Regions from separate parts of the Pan troglodytes genome. Here region 1 is linked to region 2. Evidence: chromatin contacts called from public Hi-C data. All regions are on one chromosome and are shown on one strand. The core of a region is the stretch at or near the end of the contact, and the rest is flanking DNA. Distances in the headings are between cores, read along the strand shown.

Region 1 (5,628 bases), core at 3,016-5,515, 170 kb before region 2:
TATACAACCAAGGAGATTAAACTATACTTTCTCTGCCTTCTAAATTGAGAGGCAAGATAGCAAAGTGTTTAAGGGGATCATCTCTAAAGCCGAACTGTCTAACTCTGAGTCTTGGCTTCACAGTTTATTGGCTGTGAGTCCTTGAGCAATTCACTTAATCATTCTCTGCCTAAGTTGTCTCATCTATATATTAATTATATGGTAAGCATGTAAAATTTTTCACAACCTTCACATCAGCAACTCAGGGGGAATGCACTACTCTGCTAGAGTGAGAGGAATTTAAAGGTTGCTTGTCCCCGATTACATTCTGGTGGATGTAATATTTTTCTTTGCAGTAGGGATAGCTTTCATCTTTGGGATGTGCACAGCAGGAGGTGATTGGGAGAGGTGTGGTTTTTAGGATTTCCCTGTGTCCCAGTTTTATCTCACATTATACTTTTAATCTCCCTGCTTTGCTTGCCACTAAATTCGACTTTGCTAACCCTGCAAGGGGCATGATTTTCTGGCTCTTGGCCCTCTTGGGTTGCTGACCATAGGCAGAAAAAACCTCTAGGGAAAGCTGTCTTCTTTCCTCTTTCCTTTTACCCAGGCTGTCTGGGGGTAAAGCTGATCTCTTTCATGAAGAACATAACCAATGGCCATGAGAGATGATAACACACCCTGCCATTTTCTGCCAAGCCCTATAGAGTCTGGCCTCAATGGGCACATGCCTGAAACCTACAGTTATAACAGAAACAGGGTGCTTTAACCAGAGGCTTGGTGAAATCAAGGGCAGGGAGCACCAGTTTCCTAAAGAGGAAATTCCTGGTGAGTGAGTTCTCACTGTCCCATACCCCACCTTGACTTGGACACTTACATCCCACCTCTTGTATCCATTTCTGTGTGAATAATAAATAATGTTTGTTATGTAAGGATTAGGTGTCAGGTACTGTCCTAGGCACTTTACATGTGTTTGCGTTCAATCCATTCAACAGCCTCACAAGATATATATACTATTAAAGCTCCAATTCCTTTGTCCACCCCACTGTGGCAGTTCTACATTGACTTCCAGACAGATCTCTCCTTCCACCGTTGTTTGGTGGAGGTATGTGCTAGTAGTATATGCTCTCCATTTAGGTCCCCTAGGAACAGTTTACCATGCATCAGGTACAAAATTGTCCCTTGTCTAAGGACTAATTTTGTCGTCTTTGTGAATCTAAAGCTACAGTAAATAGTAAAGAAATACACATTATAGGATCTTCTAAAATTTCCTCCTATGTTTAAATTCAAATTTAGAAAGGTAAAGATCACTTACACACTTAATTATTAATTTGCTCCATCTATATTTTGAGTACTTTCTATGTTCCAAGAAGGCACTTTTGCAGTGCAAAATACAGAGATAAGACTCACACCTAGCTTAGGAGATATCAGATCCGTAAGTTATTATAATACAGGATACAACGTGACAAGTGCTTTTAAATAGTACAAATAAAATATGAAGAATTTAGAGAAGGGGAAGTGTGCCTAGACAACAGACCTGGGACGAGGATCCAGGAAGGAAAAAGAGGGAGATTTTGTCGTATATGCTTTGTAGGATGGGGTGGCTATGCTAGGAAGATCCAGAGGTGGAAAATTGTTAGGTGTGAACAGGAAACCACCGACACATGCTGGAAAGAAAGATAGACTGGCCAACCTAGGCAATGTGACAAAACGCTGTCTCTACAAAAAATACAAAAATTAGCCAGGAGTGGTAGTGCACGCCTGTAGTCCTAGCTACTCGAGAGACTGAGGCAGAAGGATTGCTTGAGCCCCAGAGGCAGAGGTTGCTCTGAGCTAAGATCATGCAACTGTACTCCAGCCTGGGCAACAGAGTGAGACCCTATCTCAAAAAAAGAGATAGGCTAGATCCAGTTATGTTGAATGGTCAGGCTGGAGAGTTTAGAGTTGAGTCTATGGAAGGAGACTATTAAATATATATTTCTTAGGAATGCTTTTAGCTGTATAGAATGGAAAAGCTGGCTAACAGTCATTTAAACAAGTAGGAAATTATTTTTTTCAACAAATCTAGTAAAAAAGAGGTCTCAGTTGTTGCAGCAGATTAATGAAGCTGTCATGGACCCAAGTCCTTTTCATCTTTCTATTTTGCCATCCTTGGCAAATTGGCTTTGGGTCCTCTTGCTTGTTGTCTTCTAGTAGAAAGATGACGGCTGCAACCTCGGCATTACATCTGCAATATAAACAAAGAAATGGGGTGGGCATTGCCACTTTTTTGACTATGCCTTTTATAAAGATTGAAAGATTTCCCAGACGTGGCCTGGAATACTTCCACTTCTGTCTTATTGTCCAAACTGAGCTACATAGCCATTCCCAGCTGCAAAGGAGGCTAGGACAGTGAATGTTAGGCTTTTCCAACAAACAGAAAAGAACTGAGAATGGTTATTGGGTTAGCCATCCGTCAGAGCTTTCTTTCTGGAAAATTAGTATAGTCATATTCAACATGGACTGGAAATGAGACAAGCAGGGAGAGCTCAAGATCCTTCCATGAATATAGTTAATATATAATTTAATTCTACAATTAAAATTCTTATTTAATTCTACAATTACATAATTTAATTCTACAAATTAAAATCTTCATTTGATTTACTTATTCCCCTCTCATGGTATTTATTTCTTGTGTTAAATATGTCAGATGTATGTTGTGGATTATCATGAAGCCTTTTAGCAATATTCTTTTCCGTGTTTATATATGTTCATGTAAGCTTGCATATCTGGTTAAACTAAAATGAAAATATTCTGTTGACTTTTCTTTACCTTGTAATTCTGTGCTTTTTGGCAATTCATTATTTCATTGTTACCATGCCTTGTACATTATAGCTATTTAATACATTTTTCTAAAAATTAAATTCAACTGCTTAAATAGAATGACTTAGTTTTCTTACCAATGTAGCAAATTTTTATAAGCCTTAAATTTGTCAGATTGAAGGTGTAAGTATTGATATATTGTTATTACTAGGCATAGACTATTATTGTTGAAAGGGGGAAGGGTTACTGTCATACAGGGGAATTATTTGTAATCAAGCATCAACAACCTTAGCTTCTTGAGTCTGTTTGTAATAGCTGAGGCCTGATCAAGGCATCAAATCTCTCTTGGGTTTTACTTTCTTCTATGATTAGAAGGCTGTACCTAGGTCATCTCAAGAGGTCTAATAGTGCATGATTCATTGAATGAGTTTGCCTGTGAGGAATGGTGAGGGTAGATGGAAAGATTTAAATGTCTAGCGGAGTAACTTAATTTTGCCTTTTTGAAGGTTGTGGTGGGGTTAACATTTAGGAAAAAATAATCCAAAAGTTCATTTCAAACAAATGGACTTAAAATGTCATATAAAGCCTTTTTGTTTTATGTCAGTTTGAGGATATGTTAAGAAAACGTAATGACTATTGTTTCCCCTTTATTTCAGTAAAACAGTTCTGGGATTTCATTGTGAAACTAATAGAGAGTATTTACTCAGACCCATATTTATGGCAGTGTTTTCTTGGGCATCCTAGTCAGTTTCTGATTTCATAAAAACATGTTCAGAGAATCATCCCTCTAAATTCTTCTCATAATGCAGCTCTTGCTGGTGACACACCCTTGTGCAGATGTTCCCCCCCCTTGTCCCCCAGCCCCTGCCGTGTGGCTGCTGAGAAGCAGGAAAGCCAGTAGGGATCCACATGTCTCAGAAGCTCAGCAGCCTTGGCTGGTGCTTCTCCCCTTCTCTCGAGGCTTGTCACACCCTGCTTGTGGTGGTGGTGACCACAGCTTCCGCGTTCTTTCTGCAACAGTCTTACCATTCTTAATTTTCTCAGGGGAGGTTGGGCATATGAGACCCATCAGATAGTTCTAAGACAAGCCAGCAAAGCCTTTAGGCCTCTAGCACATTTATTAATGTATTTAAAAGATAATTTTTGAACTTGGCACCATGGGGCCATGTTTATCTTTGTGAATCAATCACTTATTTCTCTCATTTCAGCTTTGGAAACAGTCTTAAATTTCTCCTCTGTCTTTCCATTGTCCTATGTCAGGCTGCTGTGATCATTCACACTGATGGCTCTTCTCCTTCCGTACTGTCCTCTCTGCTCACTGCAGCCTGCTGTGGTGCTTCGTGCTGACCACTCCCTAGAAAGTCGATCTGATCCTAGATAGAAGGTGTAGGATCAGAGCCTAGAGCCGCAGCTAAGACCTCTGTTCCTTAGGTGACACTCAGTCTTGCCCTGGGACCCTGAGGGCACTCCTGCCTTGCTGCATCATTCCAGCCTCTCAGCAGGAGCACCACAGCCCTGTCTAAGCCCTGTCTGTAGCAAGCAAAATACCAAGTAATAGTTCCTGCCTGGTGGGTTGTTGTGAGGATTAAGTTAATGTGGGTCACGTGCTTAAAATATAACAATATTCAACATGGATTGGAAGTAAGAGAAGCAAGAAAGTCTCATTATCATTCTATGTGCATAGTCCTACAAATTAAAATCAATTGACTTGTTTTCTATGGCTGCATATGCTTACATAGCTTGCCTATCATAAGAGAACTTGGCTCATGATAATCCCTTTCTTGGCCATCTCCTAGAGTATAGACTTTCTGGGGCATGAATTTTTTAATTCGGATGATTAAAATGATTTTATTGTAGGGATGACCTTGAATCTGCAGTAATTGCTTTCAAAGTCAGTCATTTATAGTTTTCTTATTGATATCCTGTTCCCCTTAACATTCTGCTGATTATTGATCCCTATATGTGAGTTTATTGAGAACATCTTCATTCTCAGCAGAGATTTATCAAAATGTACATGTTTCAAAATAACCTAATCATCTTCAGGTACCTCTTTAAAATAAAAGAGCTATAAGTGAAAACAGTCAAAAGACAAGGATACCTTGGAACCTAAGAATGAAAATTTGAGCTCCTTAACAATGAACTGAACATGATTTTTATGCCTCTTGCATAATGATTATATCCTAACCTCACCGCTAGGAGGCTACTCACATTGTACCTGTGCATGCTCTTTCCTTGGTTTGGAATTCGGTCCTCTTTACTGCCTGGCAAAATCTAGTGCCCGTCTTCTCTCCTCTGTGGGACATCTCTGCTATCTCTTGCACCGCCTTCCCTGTGGTGTGCATGCCACTCTCACCTGCCCCCAAATACACACACTTTACAGACCCAGGCTCTTCACCTGTGTTTCCAGAGCACATCATTCATCTGGCACTTAGTGTGCGGTTTGTGTCAAGCTCACTGGGTTGTGAATTCCCTGGAGAGGATGTCTTTCCTCCCAGTGCAGTATTAAGCAAGATATGGTCTCTGCTTTTACAGGAGTAGACCCAGAGCTTTAGCACAAGCTTTATAAAAGTGAGACTAAGCCTCTTTACTCCTACTTTCTAACACCCTAGACCAGCGATCCTCGACTAGCAGGTGGTATTTGGTGGTTGTGGTGGAGGAGATGGTATTCAGAATTTCCAGAAGATGGTTAGTGTAATTCAAGGAGATATATTGCAAAATCATTATGCTTCTTTCATTTTAGCCATAACATTTTATTTATTTTGAAATTTCAAATGGTGCTAAAAGAAGGGCAGGAGATTTTTGTCATAAAGGGACACATAGATTTTTTAAAAGGTGAAGAAACCCTGC
Region 2 (5,498 bases), core at 2,233-4,732:
TGAGCTGAATCCTACTCTAGATGTGGAACTGGACCATGCTTTCTACCATTATCCAAAGAAAGAGGTTAATTAAACAAAGGCACCAAAAGATCCAGGCCACATCTAGAGGAGGGCTTTCTGACTAGATTTAGTCTGATAAAGGCTGAGTGTGTCGGGTTGGTTCCCCCTGAAGCAGACCCTACACCAATGACTCCAGGGCAAGTCGTTTGTTTGGGAGGCTCAGGGAACACAGATTCCTGGTCTTACCCATATCTTCTGACTCATGTGCTGTAGCAGAGGAGCCCGGGAGTCAATGTTTTTCTTTAACACGCACTGTGAGGTGCTTCTTTATGTCTGGTGAGCTTGGGAGCTTGTGCCCTGGTTGGTAACAAGCCTGCGTGCCCCTTCCCCAAGAAAGGGAGACCGGGATCATTTAAAATGCCCTGTGTGACCCCAGAGGCAGGTATATCTGAACTGCCCCCCAGTCCCAGTATTTTGGATGCCTCATTTAAAAGTGATTCCCATCACAAATGGTGTTCCCTCAGATCTGTGAAGATCTGCCAGCTGAGGCAATAGTTTCTACACTTTTAGATTTCCTGGACCAGAATATTTCAAAAAAGTGATCTAGAAAATGACATAGAGCCACCTAATTTTATTTTGCCACGAAAGGACATTTAAAATCAAACATTGAGATGTTTGGAATAAAAATGGTGGGAATCCGTTGATCGCTTTAAGCATGGGAATAACACCATCAGATTTTTATTTTAGAAAAGGGCACTTGGGAAGATGCTGCCGTTGGTTCTGGAGTTCTCAGATCTGACTCTCTATTTTATGAAGATCACATGGTTAGTGTGTTACGCATTTGTAACTTCCCCTCTAATTCTCCTTTGCGTAACCGATTAGCATACGGATTAAGAACCTTTTGGGAAATCCAAATGTAAATGCAAATGTAAATTTCAGAACTCAAAGCAACTTAAAACACTGTTTCTTGAATTCACACTCAAGTTTTATATTCCTTTCTCATGTTTATCCTTCTATCACCCGATTTCCTCCTTGTGGGATATGAATGTTCTTGGTTATGGTTGATCACTCATAACTTTTTCTGTCTGTTTTCTTGATGCATGCTGCCTCTGCCAAAATTCCTCACCTGCGTTGACTTCTACAGCCAGAAACTGTAGTCTTAGGTCTAAAGGTAAAGTCCTTGTCTGCTATTTCAAGTTGCTCTTGGAAGGCCTTTCTGTTCTTCGCTGTCATCCTCACTGTGAAGATTTTTAAATGATCCGTTTCATTTCTGTTTTTACCATCACTTTTAACCTTCTCTTTGAAGAAAGATATCTCTGTAATATTTAGATGTCGATCTTCAACACAATCAACAAAGCACTGGAAGATCTTGGTGTATCAAAAAACAGTTTAAGTAGTGACAGGCCTTCATCTAGTCGGCCTAGAAGTGAACTCTTGAAATGCCCTATCTTGTTCCTGATACTGCCTGATATTTAGTCAGTAACATTAGAAAGGCTGTGTTATCAAATGTACAATTTGTATTTAAAGCTAAAATTAGTGCATTTAAAACATTTCAATATATCTTCTCTCCTGGGTTTTGGTTCAGTGTCTCCTGGAATTCAGATAGAATTTACATTTCTTTAAAATAGTAAACAATTTAGAATATTTGCTGAGAAATGATGGAAAAATACGTAAGTAAGAGTTTGGAATGTCTGGGCTGGTTTCTTAACTGACAAGTGATATTGGTCCTCGAGGAAGGGTTAAGTCCCCTAATAATGCCTCTTCGTGGATATGGGATGGGGGTTAGCTTAAGCGTGAGCACATACTTGATGAACGCAGCAAGATTCAGCCACTCTTTTTTTTAAGCAATTTAATCTTAATATGGAAGTAGATAATATTCAAGTGCCAGATGCACCAGATTTACTAGTCTTGAGCATTTGCTCATAGAGTTAACTACCATTTATTGAATATCTACTGTGTGCTGGGCACTTGGCTAGTTGTTTTTACATTCAGTCATTTAGTTATTTGTCCCTCACAATATGTTTATGAAGTTAATGCTAATGTGACACCATCCACTTTAGGGACCTGGAAGCCCCCTGCTGGGATGTAAAGCAGGTCTCTCCTCCAAGACATCACATTTGCTCCCAGGAACAAGACTCGTGTTTTATTTTCCTTTGCTCAGCTTGGCTTCAGAATTCGCAGCTGTCTAGATTGTCCATTTAGTTGCAAACTGCCAACTTGCAATTTTCTGCCATTCTTTAGAAATATAAGCAGCTACATGCATGAATTGGAATGACATCAAGTTTCATCATCTAGTTGCATTAATTTTCATTTATCCCGGAATAAAGTCAGCAGTGATTATGAAAATATGTTTAGGTCACGTGATTGTATCTAGAAATTGTGCTGTTCCTGGGAACTCAGGAACCGTCTGAGACACGGACTGCCAAGGTCGGTCCTTCACTGTGGATCTGGCTCCTGGGCATGGCATGAGAGGCACCTTTATTAAGTGTCTACTCAGTGCTTGGTCCTTTGTCACATTATTTCTAATCATGCATTATCTCTAATTTTCACAATGACTTGACAAGGTACGTATTATTATTTCCAGTGTATCAGAGGAGGAACCTTGTGACTGGCCTGTGTTTAACGTGCCTGACTTAGAGTCTGAGCCTTTTTTCTAAATTAAGATACATTCCAGATTCTCGAGTAATTGTTTGCCAGCCAATCCAAAGTGCTTTGAATCTTTAACTTCTATTTGTGCAGTGTGTAAAGCACCTTATATGTAGATTGTTATGCAAGTACTCCTGCCAAGATTTATTGATCCATTTAAAAACAAACAAAATACCTTTGGGGTTAAAATTAAACCATTTGCAGCTCGAACTAGCATTTAGACATCTTCCTAGGGGTTGAAAGACATCTTCCAGTAAGCACTTGGCCATGTATTTAATAACTCAATTCTCTGCTTCCTCTGTTTCAAAAAGGAGCTTCAAAATGGAAAAAAATACATATATACATATATATATGTATATATGTACACATTCAGATTCAACTAATGATGGCAGATAGGTTAAAAAAATGAAACATGGCCAGGTGCGGTGGCTTACACCTGTAATCCCAGCACTTTGGGAGGCTGAGGCAGGTAGATTGCTTGAGGCCAGGAGTTCAAGACCAGCCTGGACAACATGGTGAAACCCTGTCTCTACTAAAAATACAGTACTCGGGAGGCTGAGGCCCAAGAATTGCTTGAACCCAGGAGGCAGAGGTTGCAGTGAGCCGAGATCGCGCCACTGCACTCCAGCCTGGGCAACAGAGCGAGACCCTGTCTCAAAAAAAAAAAAAAAAAGAGCTTTGTACACCATGGAATGTTCTACTTATTATTTTGTGTTACAATATGTGCTGTTTCTTTTGTTTGAATTGCAGATTGTCTACTATGAAGCAGGGATTATTCTATGCTGTGTCCTGGGGCTGCTGTTTATTATTCTGATGCCTCTGGTGGGGTATTTCTTTTGTATGTGTCGTTGCTGTAACAAATGTGGTGGAGAAATGCACCAGCGACAGAAGGAAAATGGGCCCTTCCTGAGGAAATGCTTTGCAATCTCCCTCTTGGTGATTTGTATAATAATAAGGCAAGTACAATCTTGGACAAAACTGATTGTGTTTTAGGCTGATGAAGAGTGTCTCATATTTTTGTGGTTAAACCATGAGTTTAAAACTAAACAAAATAGCAACAATGAAAAAAAAAAAAAAACCCACCAAACAGAAAAGAGAGAACATAAGCGCTTGTCTAGAGTGATTCGAAAGGATCTCATTATCATCAGACATTAGCATTGTAATGAAGCTGCCCCAGCTGAGCTGATGAGCCAGCCCTTTGGTATTTTTTTCCTCTTGAAGGTATCCTGAGAAATCTTGGACTGCAGAAAGGATTTACCTCCCAGCACAGCAGACTCCTCTTAATTAGCTATTTGCAGACAGGCAGCATGCAGAAAAGAGAGATGGATCTGCAAGTTGATTTGCTAGTTGAGTCCAAAGGAATCTTGATGGACAGATGCAGTCCCTGAATTTGGAAATTTGAAAATATTGTAGAATGCAATTGACTTTCTAATAATAAACTCATTTTTCTTTTATGTGCTGTTAATCCGCTACCCTCCCTTAAGTCTGGAACACACTTCACGATTTAGGGTGTTTCTGCTGCAGTGTCTGCTGCTTTCCAAAGTTTTCCCGTTGACTGGCAGATCAGAAATACTTTGCTTGTAAGATGACATTTTTTCGAGTCCAAATTAGATTGCTCGTCTGAAGAACGTGCGCCACAACGGTGTTCCCTTGTTATGTTGCTTGGTTATTGTTCCACATTTCCTCATTCATTCCGCCACTGTTGCATGCAGCAACAGAAGTAAATGTGCCTATGACATGAAGGCACAGCAAGGGTTGGCCAACAGCATTCTCTTTGTTGTTTCTCCAAACACCACATGTGCTCAGTAGCCGTAAGATTTTTTTCAAGTTTTACTAAGGAAGTGATATTCAGGAATTTTAGCAGAAAACAGTAAGTCCTGTGAGTTGGAGTTCTAGCTGCAAACCCAAGAAGGAAAGCCTTTAAGTGTGGCCACCAGCAGGGGTCTGATAAGATGCGTATGGCTTAGGGTGACCACTCATTGGAATGCAGTGTACCCCATTGAAGAGGACCGGGCAGCTCTGGATTTGTTGATACCAAACAGTCACCATGACAGATGAAGTGAAAAAAGCAGGTTGCAGACCATGTGTAGAACATGGTAACTATGTTAAAAAAAAAAAAAAAAGATCAGGAAGGAGACACAAGCACTGGGTCATATTTTTATAGAGCAGATGGGATGTGAAAGGGTTGACAAGAAACTGGCAACAGTGGTTGCCTCTGGAAAGGAAATTGAGGGTTGTGGAGGGGAAGGAAGGAAACTCATTTCTTGCTGTAGCTGGGCTTTTTGTCTCTTTTGATTATGTACCAGGCTCGGGTATTACCTATTGAATTAACTTCACTAAAACTTGAACAGTGACAAAAAAAATCTTCACAACAGACAAAGGCCAATGCATTACCACTTACTCCAGGGCAGTGACTATTTAAGCAAAGACATACTTTTGCTCATAATAGTGGAATAATCGACCTTAACTATGTATGTGTGTAAACAAGATCCAAGTGAATGTGTTAGATGACTTCATGCATTGTTGGTTAGCCTGAGAGTTACTTGTTTTGTCTCCATGACATTGGGGTGTGGGCATCTCTGCCTGTCAATCTCTCTCTCCCTCTCTCTCTTTCTTTTCTTCCCTTTTCTCTTTTCTGTCTCTCCTTGCCTCTGTGTATTTTTCTGTCACTGTCTGTCTCTTTCTCTGTGTCTCCAAAAATCATTTGATCCTTACTGTTTTTTTCACATTTGATTTTGAGAGGCAGTTTGGGATCAGGTCAGTAGTGGTCATTCCAGATGTCCCTGTCTCTCTCTGCTTTGTATTTGATATACTCTAAGGAATGCACAGACTCCTAGTTATAGGGGTAGTTA

The links. Hi-C and Micro-C count contacts between places; a contact is called where the count stands out from the background.
Region 1: a contact with region 2 is called in a Hi-C map of induced pluripotent stem cells, with 2.0 times the contacts expected there. The contact joins two enhancer-like sites. A contact is called at or near these places in 4 of 7 Hi-C or Micro-C datasets (blood, induced pluripotent stem cells and stem cell-derived neural progenitor cells) and 1 of 1 other capture datasets (stem cell-derived neural stem cells).

The regions. Positions count from the first base shown.
Region 1 is chr3:16,693,783-16,699,410 of NHGRI_mPanTro3-v2.0_pri, reverse strand. The region is part of intron 2 of TAPT1 (transmembrane anterior posterior transformation 1); the gene reads left to right. Among named protein-coding and RNA genes, the nearest start is that of TAPT1, 20 kb to the left of the region's middle. Within about 2 kb of position 4,265, at least 9 of the 24 cell types and tissues checked have an H3K27ac peak or open chromatin away from gene starts, as enhancers often do. A contact at or near this core is called in induced pluripotent stem cells, where this site is marked.
Region 2 is chr3:16,525,900-16,531,397 of NHGRI_mPanTro3-v2.0_pri, reverse strand. It overlaps PROM1 (prominin 1), which reads left to right. Exons shown (of 28, transcript XM_003310250.7): 4 at 1,145-1,171; 5 at 3,397-3,602. Among named protein-coding and RNA genes, the nearest start is that of PROM1, 51 kb to the left of the region's middle. Within about 2 kb of position 3,482, at least 8 of the 24 cell types and tissues checked have an H3K27ac peak or open chromatin away from gene starts, as enhancers often do. A contact at or near this core is called in induced pluripotent stem cells, where this site is marked.